2 separate regions of the Sus scrofa genome follow, and region 1 is linked to region 2. The links are chromatin contacts, called in public Hi-C maps. All regions are on one chromosome and are shown on one strand. Each heading gives the region's core, a stretch centred on a gene start, on an enhancer-like site or on the middle of the called end of the contact. The rest is flanking DNA. Distances are from core to core; before and after follow the strand shown.

Evidence for each region. Hi-C and Micro-C count contacts between places; a contact is called where the count stands out from the background.
Region 1: a Hi-C map of epiblast stem cells shows a contact between it and region 2, with 4 times the contacts expected there. The contact joins the promoter of EPO here to the promoter of TFR2 in region 2. A contact is called at or near these places in 2 of 47 Hi-C or Micro-C datasets (embryonic fibroblasts and epiblast stem cells).

The regions. Positions count from the first base shown.
Region 1 is chr3:8,619,065-8,625,749 of Sscrofa11.1, reverse strand. EPO (erythropoietin) reads right to left here and starts at 5,242. Exons shown (of 5, transcript NM_214134.1): 1 at 5,111-5,242; 2 at 4,428-4,570; 3 at 4,118-4,204; 4 at 3,702-3,881; 5 at 2,814-3,532. The coding sequence starts at 5,123. The coding sequence ends at 3,371.
Region 2 is chr3:8,552,067-8,558,811 of Sscrofa11.1, reverse strand. TFR2 (transferrin receptor protein 2) reads left to right here and starts at 4,819. Exons shown (of 19, transcript XM_003124374.5): 1 at 4,819-4,900; 2 at 6,041-6,100; 3 at 6,342-6,591; 4 at 6,691-6,745. The coding sequence starts at 6,068. ACTL6B (actin-like protein 6B) reads left to right here. Exons shown (of 12, transcript XM_013995471.2): 10 at 1-85; 11 at 296-382; 12 at 4,153-4,490. The coding sequence ends at 4,269.

The DNA.
Region 1 (6,685 bases), core at 3,993-6,492, 67 kb before region 2:
CTTGCACCTGACATACCTTGGAAATCTGGTCATGCCTTCTTGGCATAACTGTCTGTTCACAGAGACCATGGGCCCCTTGCTCCCCATACCTCAGGACTCAGTCACATGCCAAGCTGGCTATGTCTGCATTCACAAGCTCCTGTCTTTTTGCCCCCAGAGGACTGGCCACTCAAGGAAGACACTGGGCTATGGGTGGCACAGACTGTCATTCTGTGTTTCCTCCCACTTAATGCAAAGGCCGACACACAGCAGGCCCTCTATAAATGTGGAATAAATAAGTTATGTGGTTTTGGGTTTTTTGCTTTTTTTGCCTTTCTGTCTTTTTTAGACACACCTGCAGCATATGGAGGTTCCTAGGCCAGGGGTCTAATAGGAGCTGTAGCTGCCAGCCTCCACCACAGCCACAGCAATGTGGAATCCAAGCCTTGTCTTTGACCTACACCACAGATCATGGCAATGCCAGATCGTTAACCCACTGAGCGAGGCCAGGGGTCGAACCTGTGTCCTCATGGAAGCTAGTCAGGTTCATTAACCGCTAAGCCACGAAGGAAACTCCAAGAACCTAATTTAAACTTCTAAGAACCTAATTTAAACTAGGAGTGTCCATCGTCACTCAGCGGTTAATGAACCCGACTGGCTTTCATGAGGATGAGGGTTCGATCCCTGGCCAGTAAGGATCCGGTGTTGCTGTGAGCTGTGGTGTAGGTCGCAGATGAGGCTTGGATTCTGCACCGCTGTGGCTGTGGCGGAGGCTGGCAGCTACAGCTCCTATTAGACCCCTGGCCTGGGAACCTCCATATGCCGCAGGTGCAGCCCTAAAAAAGACAATAAGGCAAATAAATAAATAAATTAGGTTCTTAACATACTTGCCCATCACCTGACCCCCACATCATATATTTCAGGTTCTATTAACTACTTTTTTAAAATTGAAAGCAATAAGAAGTCTGAAATGAAGCTGAGAAATAAGATCAGGGGAAAAAGAGCCAGATGATGTTTAGGCTGAGATTTGGGGGCTAGAAGCCCCTAAATCTGGTGAAGAGGTAGACAAGACTTTGGGGTCATAAGCCCTAAATTTCCAGTTCAAGTCCCAGCTGTGATTTATTAGCTGGACTCCCTGAGCTTCAGGACAAGTCTTTTGGTTTCAGTTTTGCCAGAAAGAAGGAGGGATTCCTTCTGTACTGATTCACAGCATGGAGCAAAACCAGATGGCAGGTATGGAAACCATAACACAAATGTTTCTGGAGCTAGGTGATGTCAGACACAGCTTGTAGATTATCCTTGCATTTCCCAACAGCGCCTGAAGAGGGCACTGTAGCCCAGGAGTGGCGTTGGCCAGAGTGAAAATTCTCCGTGGGTCCTGCCCCACTGCTGACTCCTCCCACCACAGCTTCACCTCTACCCCCTCACACACATACACTTGGCAAATACCCTCCAACCCCTAACCTGCCCATATTTTTCCTACACAGATTGCAAAACATTCCCTCCTTTTTTGCCTATTTGCAGGGGGGGTAGGCTGACTTTTCTAAGTTTCATGATATAAGCAGAAGGACTGATCCCCATGTTTATAATAATGGCCAGGATGGAGGTTCCCGGACAGTTTTGTGACATCTTTTTCTATCTGCATAGGTCTGTCTTGGGCGTTACTTTGCAGCTGAAACATCATTTCTGGGCAGGCATTTGAAGTTGATTGTCAGAAGGGAGGGTAAAATTAGAAGTAGGGATCAAGGAGTTTCCATCGTGGCTCAGTGGTTAACAAACCTGACTAGGAACCATGAGGTTGTGGGTTTGATCCCTGGCCTTGCTCAGTGGGTTGAGGATCCGGTGTTGCCTTGAGCTGTGGTATAAGTTGCAGACGGTCGCAGACAGATCCTGCATTGCTGTGGCTGTGGCATAGGCCGGCAGCTACAGCTCCCATTGGACCCCTGGCCTGGGAACCTCCATATGCCGCGAGAGTGGCTCTAGAAAAAGCAAAAAGCCAAAAAAAAGAAGAAGAATAAGTAGGGATCAAGAGTGGAGGTTGAGTGAGTCCCCCATCTCGGGGGAGCAGGGAGGGATTATGTGGCAGGGACAGCAGCAGTGGGAAGGAGTGAGTGCTGGGAGAACTGAGGATTCCCGTCATCTTGGCCTTGGGCAAGTTATTTTACTTCTTCCTCTGAACCGTGGGAGTGACAGCAGTAATGTTCTCATGGGGCAGTGTGGGGATAAAATGTCACGTAAGGGAACTGCCTGGAGTAGTGCTGGGCAGTGATTGATCAATGAGATGGCTCCCTGGGAAGATGGTTTCTACAGCACCACTATCTGTAGCCCCTTCTGCAGGTTTCAGGGTAGAGCATTAATGGTAACCGTCCCCAGACAAGGAAAGATCCACTGGATTCAGAGGGCGTTTGTGCGCTAAGGTGCCAAAGGCTGATTCTGGCAAGGTGGCATTAGAAGAAGGGGCCACAGAGAGGAGGCAGAAAATAATAAGGGTCCAGTGGCCAGTGTTGACAGCTGCCACCAGCCCCCAAGGGGCCCCTCCTCCTGGCCACTATCTCCTTGCTGGCAGCCGAGGCTCACTAAAGACTTATCCTGGGCCAGTTGGCAGCTGCCTACTGAGGACTAGCCTTGAATGGAGCCACCTTATTGACCAGCGTGGGCAGAGCTGTGGCCTCAGGCCCAGTGGGGTCAAGAGGTCAGACAGGCCATGCAAGGCTGCACGTAGGGCCCAACCCCCTCCACTTCTGGTTTCCCAGACCTGCTGCCTACTGCCAGGATAGGGCAGAACCAGGGAAGTAGGGGGCTCCCAGGAAAAGAGAAAAGCCAAGAGCCAGGTTGTGGTTTCAGTTCTTGCCAGTGAGATTGAAAAATACACAAAACTTGGACCTAGTGAGAGCCAGGGGCCAGCCCCCATCCCGTCACGGCTCCCACCACCCTCCTTGTCCAGTGGGCTCTTGCTGTTGTGGGAGTCTCCATGAGACCTGGAGAATTCATGGCTTGCCTCCTAAATTCTCCAGTCCATTCTGTCCCTGCTTGGTAGGTGCAGAAGGAGGTATTTTCCCTCCAGCTTGTCCAGGCATCACAGTTGTGCAGGGCGCCAAGATGAGTCTCACTGTCTCCCCAGACTGGCACTGTCCCCAAGTTTAAGCTGATCTCTGAATTCCTCCTGCTTTGGGGGCTCAGGCTGGCCCCGTGACATCCTTAGGTTTGAGTTGAGCTCTGGACGGTTCCTTTAGCCCTTGAGATGTCACCGCTGGCCCTGGAGTGTCCATGGGACAGGCTGGCGCTGAGCTGATGGCCCCTCAGCGGGGGTTGGGAGTGGAGGTGCAGAAGGCATGGCACAGGCAGTGGTGGTGAGCGAAGTGGTGGACATGCCCCGGGTGGGAGCACCAAGTCACCTGTCCCTTCTCCTGCAGGCCTCTCCAGTGTACAGCGTCAGCTTTCCCCGCAGGAAATTGGAGTAGTTGCGGAAAAGTTTGCACAAAGTATCAACAGCAAATGTTCGGAGTGGGGTGGCAGAGGAGGGGGATGCGTCTGGAAGGGGGATGGCTTCCTTCTGCCAAGAAGAGAACAGAAGTTTACTGCAGTGCCGGGGACCCCAGAGGGACATGGGGTTCAGGATAGAATCACAGGGGGGACAAGGAGAGCCCTGGCATTTCCTTGGCAGGGCCCTCCTCCCACTTTCCAGAAAGGGCAACACAAGTGTGAGGGAGAGTCCTACACACCTGGGCTCCCAGCGCCCGAAGCAGGGAGGTGAGGCTGCGCAGGCCGCTGACAGCTTTGTCCACATGCAGCTGCAGGGCCTCAGATGGCTGGGAGGAGTTGGCCAACAGGGCCTGGCCCTGCAGGATGGCTTCTGAGAGCAGGGCCAGACCCTGCCAGACCTCCATGGCCTGCTGCTGGACCTGAAGAGACCAGAGACTCAGAGTCAGCTGGCCCAAGCCAGCCCCTCCCTCCTTCTCAGCGGCCCCAAGCCAACACAAGTTTTGTTGAATGAATGAACAAATGAATGAACGAATTAACAGATTCCATTCAGCCCTCATCTTTGCTGCTCCGTTTTTTCTCTCACTGTCATTCTCCTTCCCACCCTATGAGGTTCCCCAAATGAGACTTCCCAAGAGAACGGGAAAAAGGAACTCACCTCCATCCTCTTCCAGGCATAGAAGTTAACCTTGGTGTCTGGGACAGTGATATTCTCACTGAAGCTGCAGCTTTCGGCACAGCCCATCTGCAATGCACAATCCTGGAGTCAGGGGCCCCAAGGGCTCCTGCCGGCCCTGCCCCTTACCTAGCTTCCAGATTTGTGATGGGACTACCACTTTTATCACTTTTGCTGGGGGCTCTGGCTCCCCACCTCCACCCCTGAAACCAGTTCCAGGTTCCTGGATCTTGGAGGAGACCCTGAACTCCTGAGAATGAGACCTGTGGAAGATCCTGGGGAGGGGCCTCACCGTGGCATTTTCGCCCTCCTTGGCCTCCAAGATGTACCTCTCCAGGACTCGGCTGTCACAGATGAGGCGTGGGGGGGCGCCCAGGACTGGGAGGCCCAGAGGAAGCAGCAGCAAGGACAGCAGAAGCAGCCGGGCAGGACATTCTAGGAAAGAGAGCCAGGCTGAATGTGAGGCTGGGCATTGCAGGAGAAGGGTTGGTTTAGACGGACAGGTTCACCCATCCGGCCGCCTGGCCCCCAGCCAGCCGTCCCGACCCCAACCTTGCGAGCGCGCAGGCTCTGCCTCCTTTGCCTTCATTCAATCCCGCGGCCGCGTGCACACCCCACCCCCCAACTACCGGAATCCACTTGTCCCGGCCAAACTTCAATCCCGGTGTGACAGAGGCTTCCCCTCTCGCAGATCCGGGTTGCTGCTCCCAGGTCCAGGTATCAGCTTTCTCGTCACCCACATAGCAGCCCCTCTTTCCCCTGGACCTGTAAACCTCCACCCGGTCCCAGCTCAGGTTTCGACTTGCCCGGGGACTCCCCAAGCCCCGCCGGCAGGTGAAGGCTGCCCCACCCCCCTTGCCCTTCCGGGGTCCTTGGCAAGTCTCAGGTCCTTGAACCTAGCCCCCTCGGGGCCAACAGCCCCAGCGGTAAATTCCTCCTCAAACAGGGGCTGGGCGGGCGGCCGGGAGTACTCACCGCGCGCCCCCATCTCCGCGCCTCGCCCGGCCCCTCAGCGTCCTGGGGCTTGGCGGGTGCCGGCGCCGGGAGCCCGCATCCTGGAAAGCCTGGCGGGACAGGGCCACCTCTCCGCCCTAAGGAGGGGGCTGCTGTCCGGGACCCCCGAGGCGGGGTCGGAACAGAGCGCCTCAGGGCCCCCAGCCAGGGTCCGGAGGACGGCGAGGCGAGGCGACGGGCCGGGGTTGGCCCGGGGACTGCGGCGGCGGCCGGGGGTCGGGGCTGTTATCAGCTGTGTGCGTGCGTGTGGGGGGTTGGGGGGAGGCTGTGTGCGTGAGGGGTCGCGGGAGGTGTGGGCCGGAGGGGTCAGAGCCGGGGCAGGACGCCTGGGTCGGGGGCCCTCAGGGGAGTGAGACCAGCGGGCGCGGGTGCGGGGCACGGGGCTACCCGCCCGATCCCTGAGTTCCTGAAGGTGCAGGTGGGTGCTCTCAGCTGGATGGGCAGAAGGCTGCGCTGGGAAAGCAGTGCCATTCTGGGAAAGACTGGTGACCCCGACGGCCCTCTGGAGAAGGGGGTGTCCCCATCTTGGGCGGAGACTCAGAGCTGGGACTGCAAGGCATCTGGGTGTGGAAGCCGAAAAGGTGCTGGTGGGGCACACCAGTGGCCTCCTCAAAATCCCAGTTCTTGTTCTAGAAACTAGTGTCGTTTTGTTGAGGAATTTAGTGGGGGCCGCACAGAGCAAGAAATTTGGGGGGTCTTCTCCCCCCCTTCTAGGACCCTGAAAAGCCAGATACTGAACTTTTAGGCTAATCTGTGTGACAAAATTCTTTTTTTGGGGGGGGTCTTTTTAGGGCCTCACCAAGCCACATCTCTGACCTACTCCACAGCTCATGGCAACACTGGATCCTTAACCCACTGAGCAGGACCAGGGATCGAACCTGCATCCTCATGGATGCTAGTCAGACTCGATTCTGCTGAGCCATGATGGTAACTCCCACAAAATTCTTTAAGAGCTCTAGTATAGAGCTAACCCCCAGAGTGAGGGCACTTAGAATTTGCAGCTAAATTTTGTGGCTTCTGGGAAGCCCTGAGGCAGGGGTTCAGGTCTGGGGAGCAGGAATCCAAGGCTAGCTAGCCTCTCAAACCTTGGAAAGGAGTGAGTCTGAGTCCCTGAACCTCAGTGCTCTCATCTGTGAAAAGGGTGTCATGAAAACACCAGTCCCAGCTCATGCAGTTCTCATAAAAGACGGAGAAGTCTGCACTGTGGCTCAGGAGTAACGAACTCAACTAGTATCTGTGAGGACAAAGGTTCAATCCCTGGCCCCTTTCAGTGGGTTAAGGATCCGATTTTGCTATGAGCTGTGATGAAGATCACAGATGCAGCTCGGATCCCGCATTCCTGTGGCTGTGGCATAGGCTGGCAGCTGCAGCTCTGATTCAACCCTAGCCTGGGAACTTCCATATGCCACAAGTGTGGCCCTAAAAAGACCAAAAGAAAAAAAAAGTCAGGGAAGTCTGGAATTCCTTGGTGGCACATGGGGTTGAGGATCTAGTGTTGTCACTGCTGTGGTGCAGGTTAAATACCTACCTGGTCTG
Region 2 (6,745 bases), core at 3,570-6,069:
CAGTGTCATTGTCACTGGAGGGAACACACTGCTCCAGGGCTTCACTGACAGGCTCAATCGAGAACTTTCCCAGAAGACTCCACCGGTAGGAGCCCATGCGTGGCCAGGGCCTTGGACTCCAGTCCTGGCTTAGTCCTTCAGGACTGAGTCCTTCCTCCTTCCCACGCGTGGAGGGAGTGTTCTGGCCACCAGAGCAGATGGCTGCCTGCTGTGGCTTCCCAGTGCTCCCCACCCCCAGCCCTGACCCTTCCCAGAACCCAGGTGTCGGCTTCCCCCAGCCCCTCTTTCCCCTCAGAGCATGAGACTGAAGCTCATCGCCAGCAACAGCACCATGGAGCGCAAGTTCAGCCCCTGGATTGGTGGCTCCATCCTGGCCTCACTGGTGAGAGGGAAGGGCTTGGCCTAGCACCGAATGTGGGGAAGGGGCAGATCCAGACGGCCCCTGCCGCCTTGCCTGCCTCCTCATTCATTCATTCAACAAGCATTTATTTTGATGAAAGGGAAGTCAGTGCTCCTGGAAAGGCGGATGCGACATCAGGACACAAATCTGGGAGCGGAGGAGAGGAAGCTGGAGAGGCTGGCTGGGATGAGGTCATAGTGGTCTTATAGGCCAGGGCGGGACACTGACTGCTTGGAGAAAGATGGTGTGACTGCCACAGGCACGTTTGGGAAGATTATGTCAGACATGAGTCTTTGGAGATCAGGGTAAGAGCTGGACGCAAGGGGACTTTGCCAGCAGGCTCTTTCTGTAGTCCCGGGTAGTAGTGTGGATGGGGTAGCGAGAAAGGGGCAAACAGGAGGAGGCAGGCAGGAGTTCCCGCTGTGGCACAGCAGGATCAGGGGTGTCTCTGGAGCATTGGGATGCAGGTTCAATCCCTGGCGCGGCACAGTGGGTTAAGGATCCAGCATTGCCACAGCTGCAGTGTAGGTCACAAATGGCTTAGATCTGACCTCCGGCCCAGGAACTCTAAATGCCGCGGGATAGCCAAAAAATTAAAAAAAAAAAGAAGAAGAAGAAGAAGGCAGTAGGCAGATTGGTTCCAGAGCAGAGAGCTGCAGATGCAAACTGTATCTGAGGAGTGTCAGCCACACAGAGAGGAGAGCAAGGTGATGACAGGACAAGGAGGACACCCACTGGAGGGGGTGCCCCCAAAGAGATAGAAGCAAGGGTCAGAACAACAGGAGGCTGACGGTCTGAAATTAACTCAGAGCTGGGAGCATGCCAGTCACCAGTTGCCCCAGGCCTCCCGTGTGCCTGAAGTGGACAGACGTCTGGACCTAGTCCCTGCCTCCATGAGTGGGGACAGTCTGGAAGCCGAGACAAGCAGGAGGTCGCCACAAAGTGTTGGGAGTTCCTAAGGAGTTCCCCTCGTGGCTCAGTGGTTAACAAATCCGACTAGGAACCATGAGGTTTCGGGTCCGATCCCTGCCCTTGCTCAGTGGGTTAAGGATCCGGTGTTGCTGTGAGCTGTGGTGTAGGTTGCAGATGTGGCTCGGATCCCACATTGCTGTGGCTCTGGCGTAGGCTGGTGGCTACAGCTCCGATTTGACCCCTAGCCTGGGAACCTCCATATGCCGTGGGAGCAGCCCTAGAAAAGGCAAAAAAGACAAACAAACAAACAAACAAACAAACAAAAAAACCAAAGTGTTGGGAGTTCTGTCAAAGGAGGACCTGATGTGGCTCAGGGATCATGAAGGACCTCTGAGGACCCTTCAAGCTGAAATGAGTAAGAACTCATGAGACAAAGCGGGAGAGAGGGTGCATGGCCCATGGGGAAGCCAGGCAAAGCCAAAGGCCATGGGCAGATGCTGTGGGATCTGAGTTTGGGAAGCTCGCTTGGGCTGCAGAGCGGAGAGTGGACTGGAGAGGCTACTGTGGTCTCTACTGTGACCTGGATTTGACAGAGGAGCGGATACTGGGGGGGTGGAACTGGCAGCTTCTCAGAGTTCGGACTGACAGAATGTGGACACTCTTTGGATGTGCAAGGTAAGAAGGAGAGGGTCAAGGGTGAGGCCCAGGATGCTGGCTCCTGGCAGTGCTGTCCAACAGGAGTGTAATGGGAGCCACGTATGTCATTTCAAAAATTTTAGTAGCCATTTTTTAAAAACAGTCCAAAAAATAAGAATATATTGTATTTGGGGGGAGTTCCCGTCGTGGCTCAGTGGTTAACGAATCCGACTAGGAACCATGAGGTTACGGGTTCGGTCCCTGCCCTTGCTCAGTGGGTTAATGATCCGGTGTTGCCGTGAGCTGTGGTGTAGGTTGCAGACGCGGCTTGAATTTGGTGTTGCTGTGGCTCTGGCGTAGGCCAGTGGCTACAGTTCCAATTCGACCCCTAGCCTGGGAACCTCCATATGTCGTGGGAGCAGCCCAAAGAAATAGCAAAAAGACAAAAAAAAAAAAAAGAATATATCATATTTGGGGAGCTCTCATTGTGGCTCAGCAGGTTAAGACTCTGACTAGTTCATTATTAAATAAAAAAAATAAAAGACTCTGACTAGTACCCATGAGGATAGTATGCCACAAGCTGCTGCATAGGTCACACATGTGGCTCGGATCTCATTGCTATGGCTGTAGTGTAGGCTGGCAGCTGCAGCTCCAGTTTGACCCCTAGCCTGGGAACTTACATATGCTGCAGGAGCTGCTCTAAAAAGAAAAAGTATATATATATATATATTGTATTTGGAGTTCTCCTACTGGCTCAGTGGATTAAGGATCTGGTATCGTCACTGCTGTGGCTTGGGTCAGGGCTATGGTGCAGGTTCAACCCCTGGCCTGAGAACTTCTGCATGCCACAGGCATGCCCCCCCCAAATATATATATATATATATATATATAGTATTGAATCCAATACATCAAAAATATAATTTAAATATCATCAATATAAAAATGGAGGTGCCTTACATTCTTTTTTCTGGACTTAGTCTTCCATATCTGGTGCGTATTTGACAGGACTAGCCACACTTCGAGTGCTCGGTAGCTCAATTTCAAGTGTTCAGTGTGGCAAGGGACCCCTGGGTTTGGACAGGGCAACTGTGGAAGGTGAGAAAGGTCAAAGAAGCAGGTTTGGGGCAGGCGTGGGTGAAGATGGTGAATGCAGCTGTGGACATGTCCAGGGTGAGGTCCCTTGGGACACTAAGGAGGAGGTGTCCAAAAGACATCTGAGTATTAGGGTCTGGAGCTCAGCATGGAGATCCAAACTGGGAACCAGAGATGGTGGGAAGGGTGGAGCTTTGGCACAGGAGCAGGAGCAAACCCTAGCAGATGACATGGTCCAGGAAGGCGTGTTCTTTGAGCCACAGGACAGAAGCAGAGCCACACACACACACACACACACACACACACACACACACACACACACACACACTTGCAGGCAGAGGCAGAGAAACCATGAAAGAGTGGGTACAGCCTGAAATGCCCAGGACAGAAGCAGAGCCACACACACACACACACACACACACACACACACACACACACACACACACACACACACACACACACACACACTTGCAGGCAGAGGCAGAGAAACCATGAAAGAGTGGGTACAGCCTGAAATGCCCAGGACAGAAGCAGAGCCACACACACACACACACACACACACACACACACACACACACACACACACACACACTTGCAGGCAGAGGCAGAGAAACCATGAAAGAGTGGGTACAGCCTGAAATGCCCAGGACCAGAGACTCTCAAGGAGCAGGTTTCAAGGGGGGCGGGGGCCACTTGGGAGTAAAGACAGCCCCATCCTGATGTTAGGTGATGTCCATTGGTGAGGCGCGTGGAGAGAAGATTTTCTTGGGAAGTAGGGAGACTTGACATGTTTGTTAGGCCCTATAGGGTACCTGGAGAAGAAGAGGTATGGAGCGTTGGCCACTGGCCAGGGTCTGTAAGCACCACCTCCCAGCTGGGAAACAGCTATTGAACAGGTGCTCAGTAGATGCTTGTTGAATGAATGAATCCTGGATTGAACGACAGGCAGCGGGTGTTCGCCCTCTGACTACGAAGGGGTGGACTGGAAGATGGGGCAGGCTGGTGGTCGCGGGAGGGATGTGGGATTGAGAGGCAGGGAGGCCCGGAGGAGGGTTCCGGGGCGTCGAGCCTGCACGCGTGGAGTGTGGGGAGGCGCTTCTCTCTTCCTTCAGGGCCTCCCTGACCGCCAGTGTCGTCCCCCGACCCAGGGCACTTTCCAGCAAATGTGGATCTCCAAGCAGGAATATGAGGAGGGCGGGAAGCAGTGCGTGGAGCGGAAGTGCCCCTGAGGGCGCCCCCTCCTCACCCACAGGCCTGCCTGCAGCAGTGGGGGAGGGGACGCGAAAGGAAGGAGAGGGTTAACCCCCGCCCCCGTTCTTCCCGCCCCCCCCCCCGCCTCCCCGCCTCGGCACCGCAAGCTCCCAACGCTCCCACCGCCCCCTTTTCTTCCCCTTCCCGCTCGTCCTCTTAGATTGCGTTGTCGAACGGAGTAAAAACGTTTTAAGAAAAAGGAAGTTTGGCCTCTTTAGGGGTGGGCAGTGGGGTCAGGGTTCTGGAGGGAGAAGAGGGGAGGGCCACACCTAAATCCGCGGTGTGGCATCGCACGGTGGACGCCAGGGCAAGGTCTGAGGGCGGGGGCAGTGCGGCAGGAGCCACGAACGCCTCAGGTTTCAAAGGGGCCGCAATCCAGGGAGGATCGCGCAGCGAGAACCGGGTAGAGCCCCTCAATGAAATCCCCAGCGAGGAGCAAGAGTCGGGGCTGGAAATGGGAGTTGGCGAAGGGGATGCGGCGTCAGGGGCGGGACGGAACCGAGGGCCCGGCCCAGGGGCGGGGCCTGCGCGAGGGGTGGGGCTTGGGGTGGGCCGGGCTTCGGGCCTCAGGAGAGGCTGCACCTAAGCACCCCAGGACCGACAGCTCAGGTGAGCCGACCGACCGCTGTCTTTTCCCAGGGCGTTATAGGCAGTGAGAAGAGTGGGGAGGGGACAGAGGCACAGTGCGCCCCAGCAGCTGAGAACTTCTCTCCCAACTTGGGTAGGCACTGAGGTTTCCCAGGGAGACCCCTGACATCCGGGCCCCTGAGCCCTTCCATTTTAGAGCTGCGTGTCTTGGGGTCCTCTGCGGGGCTCAGGGACCTGCGCCCCTGCCTGAAATTGTAGGTAAGGCTTAGCAGTTTGTGCCTGTGATGTGTTGTGAGGTCCCTCGACCCCAAAGCTGTAGAAACCCATGTGGTCCAAATCCTTTGGTCGTCAAAGAGGTGCAGGTGCCCAGAGAGGACTATGACTTGTCCAGGGTCACCCAGCTCTGCCTATTCCATGGCCAGGACTCTCTCCATCGTTGCTTGAGGGGGCCTGATCCACAGATTCCCTGACTCCAGGCGGGCCCTGGTCCTGGAGCACTCACCAGTCCTGCCTGACCAGGTGCTCCCACCCTTGCACCTCCCACCCCAGCAGCCCACAGGAGCCTGCACCCCCACCCCCTTCAGTCTGATTGCAAAGGAACAAACACATGGCCAGACCAAAACCCAGGTCACACCACGTGGCCCCTCAACTAGGGTTCCCACTGGGGCAGGAGTCCAGACAGGGAGGGCAGCTTATGTGTTACAGGGTTTGGGTACTGGGGAGCCTGTAAGCAAGATGAGGAAGGGGCAGAGGTGTTCATGGTGGGGAGCTTAGGAGGGGGTCCCCAAGAACACTGGGAGGGGAGGAAGCAGGAGGGAAGAGGGGTCACCCACATCTCCACCCTCCCCAGCCATCAGCCCTCCTCCCCCAGCCCTGCCGGGAACTAGAGGCCAAAGTCTGCCCCAAGGTTAAAAAATTGATTGTTTTGCAGGAAGAGGGCAGGAGTGAACTGTGGAGGGATTGGCAGGGGAGGGCACAGCCCCTCGTCCTCTAGCCTGAGCCGGGGGGGCCATGCCTGGAAGGCTGGACTAAAGCCAGGACTGTGCCCCAACCCTGGGAGTGGGGGAAGCGAGGAACGGTCTGGGCTCAGGCTGCCTGCCAGGGCTGATAAGGGGCCTCTGGGGGCTCCCACAAACGGTTTATCACTGGTGGGGGGCACAGCCTGCAGGGCTCAGGAAGGACACGAGCATGGAGCGGCTTTGGGGTGTACTCCAGAGAGTGGTAAGATCGAGTGGGATTGGGAGACCCTTAGGCCTTCTCTCCAGGTTCTCAGCTCCCCCACAGACCCCAAGGCTGACCCCTTCCCTTCCCACCTCCAACTCTCCCCTCCAGCCCGCCTCTCAGGACCCTCTCTCCTGCCTAGTTTCATGGCACCCCAAAGTCCCTGACCCTATTATCGCTAGATTCCTCCCCATTCCCCAGGCCTCTTTCCCCAATCTCACAGCCATTGAACCCCCCACAGCAAAGGTGGTCCCCACGACCCTCCCAGACCATCTACAAGCTTGTGGAGGGCACCCAGCAGGGGCGCCTGGAGGAGGAGGAGGAAGACGGGGAGGAGGGGGCTGAGCCACCCTCCCACTTCTGCCCCATGGAGCTGAGGGGCCCCGAGCCCCTGGGCTCTCGACCAGCTCGGCAAAGCCTTGGGCTCTGGGCAGCAGGACGAAGAGCCGCCCCCTACCTGGTCCTGACCGCCCTGCTGATCTTCACCGGGGGTAAGATTCAGGCCCACTCCCAGTGGAGGGTCTGGGCTGGGGGAACATCTGGGGTCCAGAGAAGAGCACAAGGAGAATCTCCACCTTGCCACCCATCAGCTTTCCTCCTGGGCTATGTGACCTTCCGAGGGTCCTGCCAGGCGTGCGGGGACGA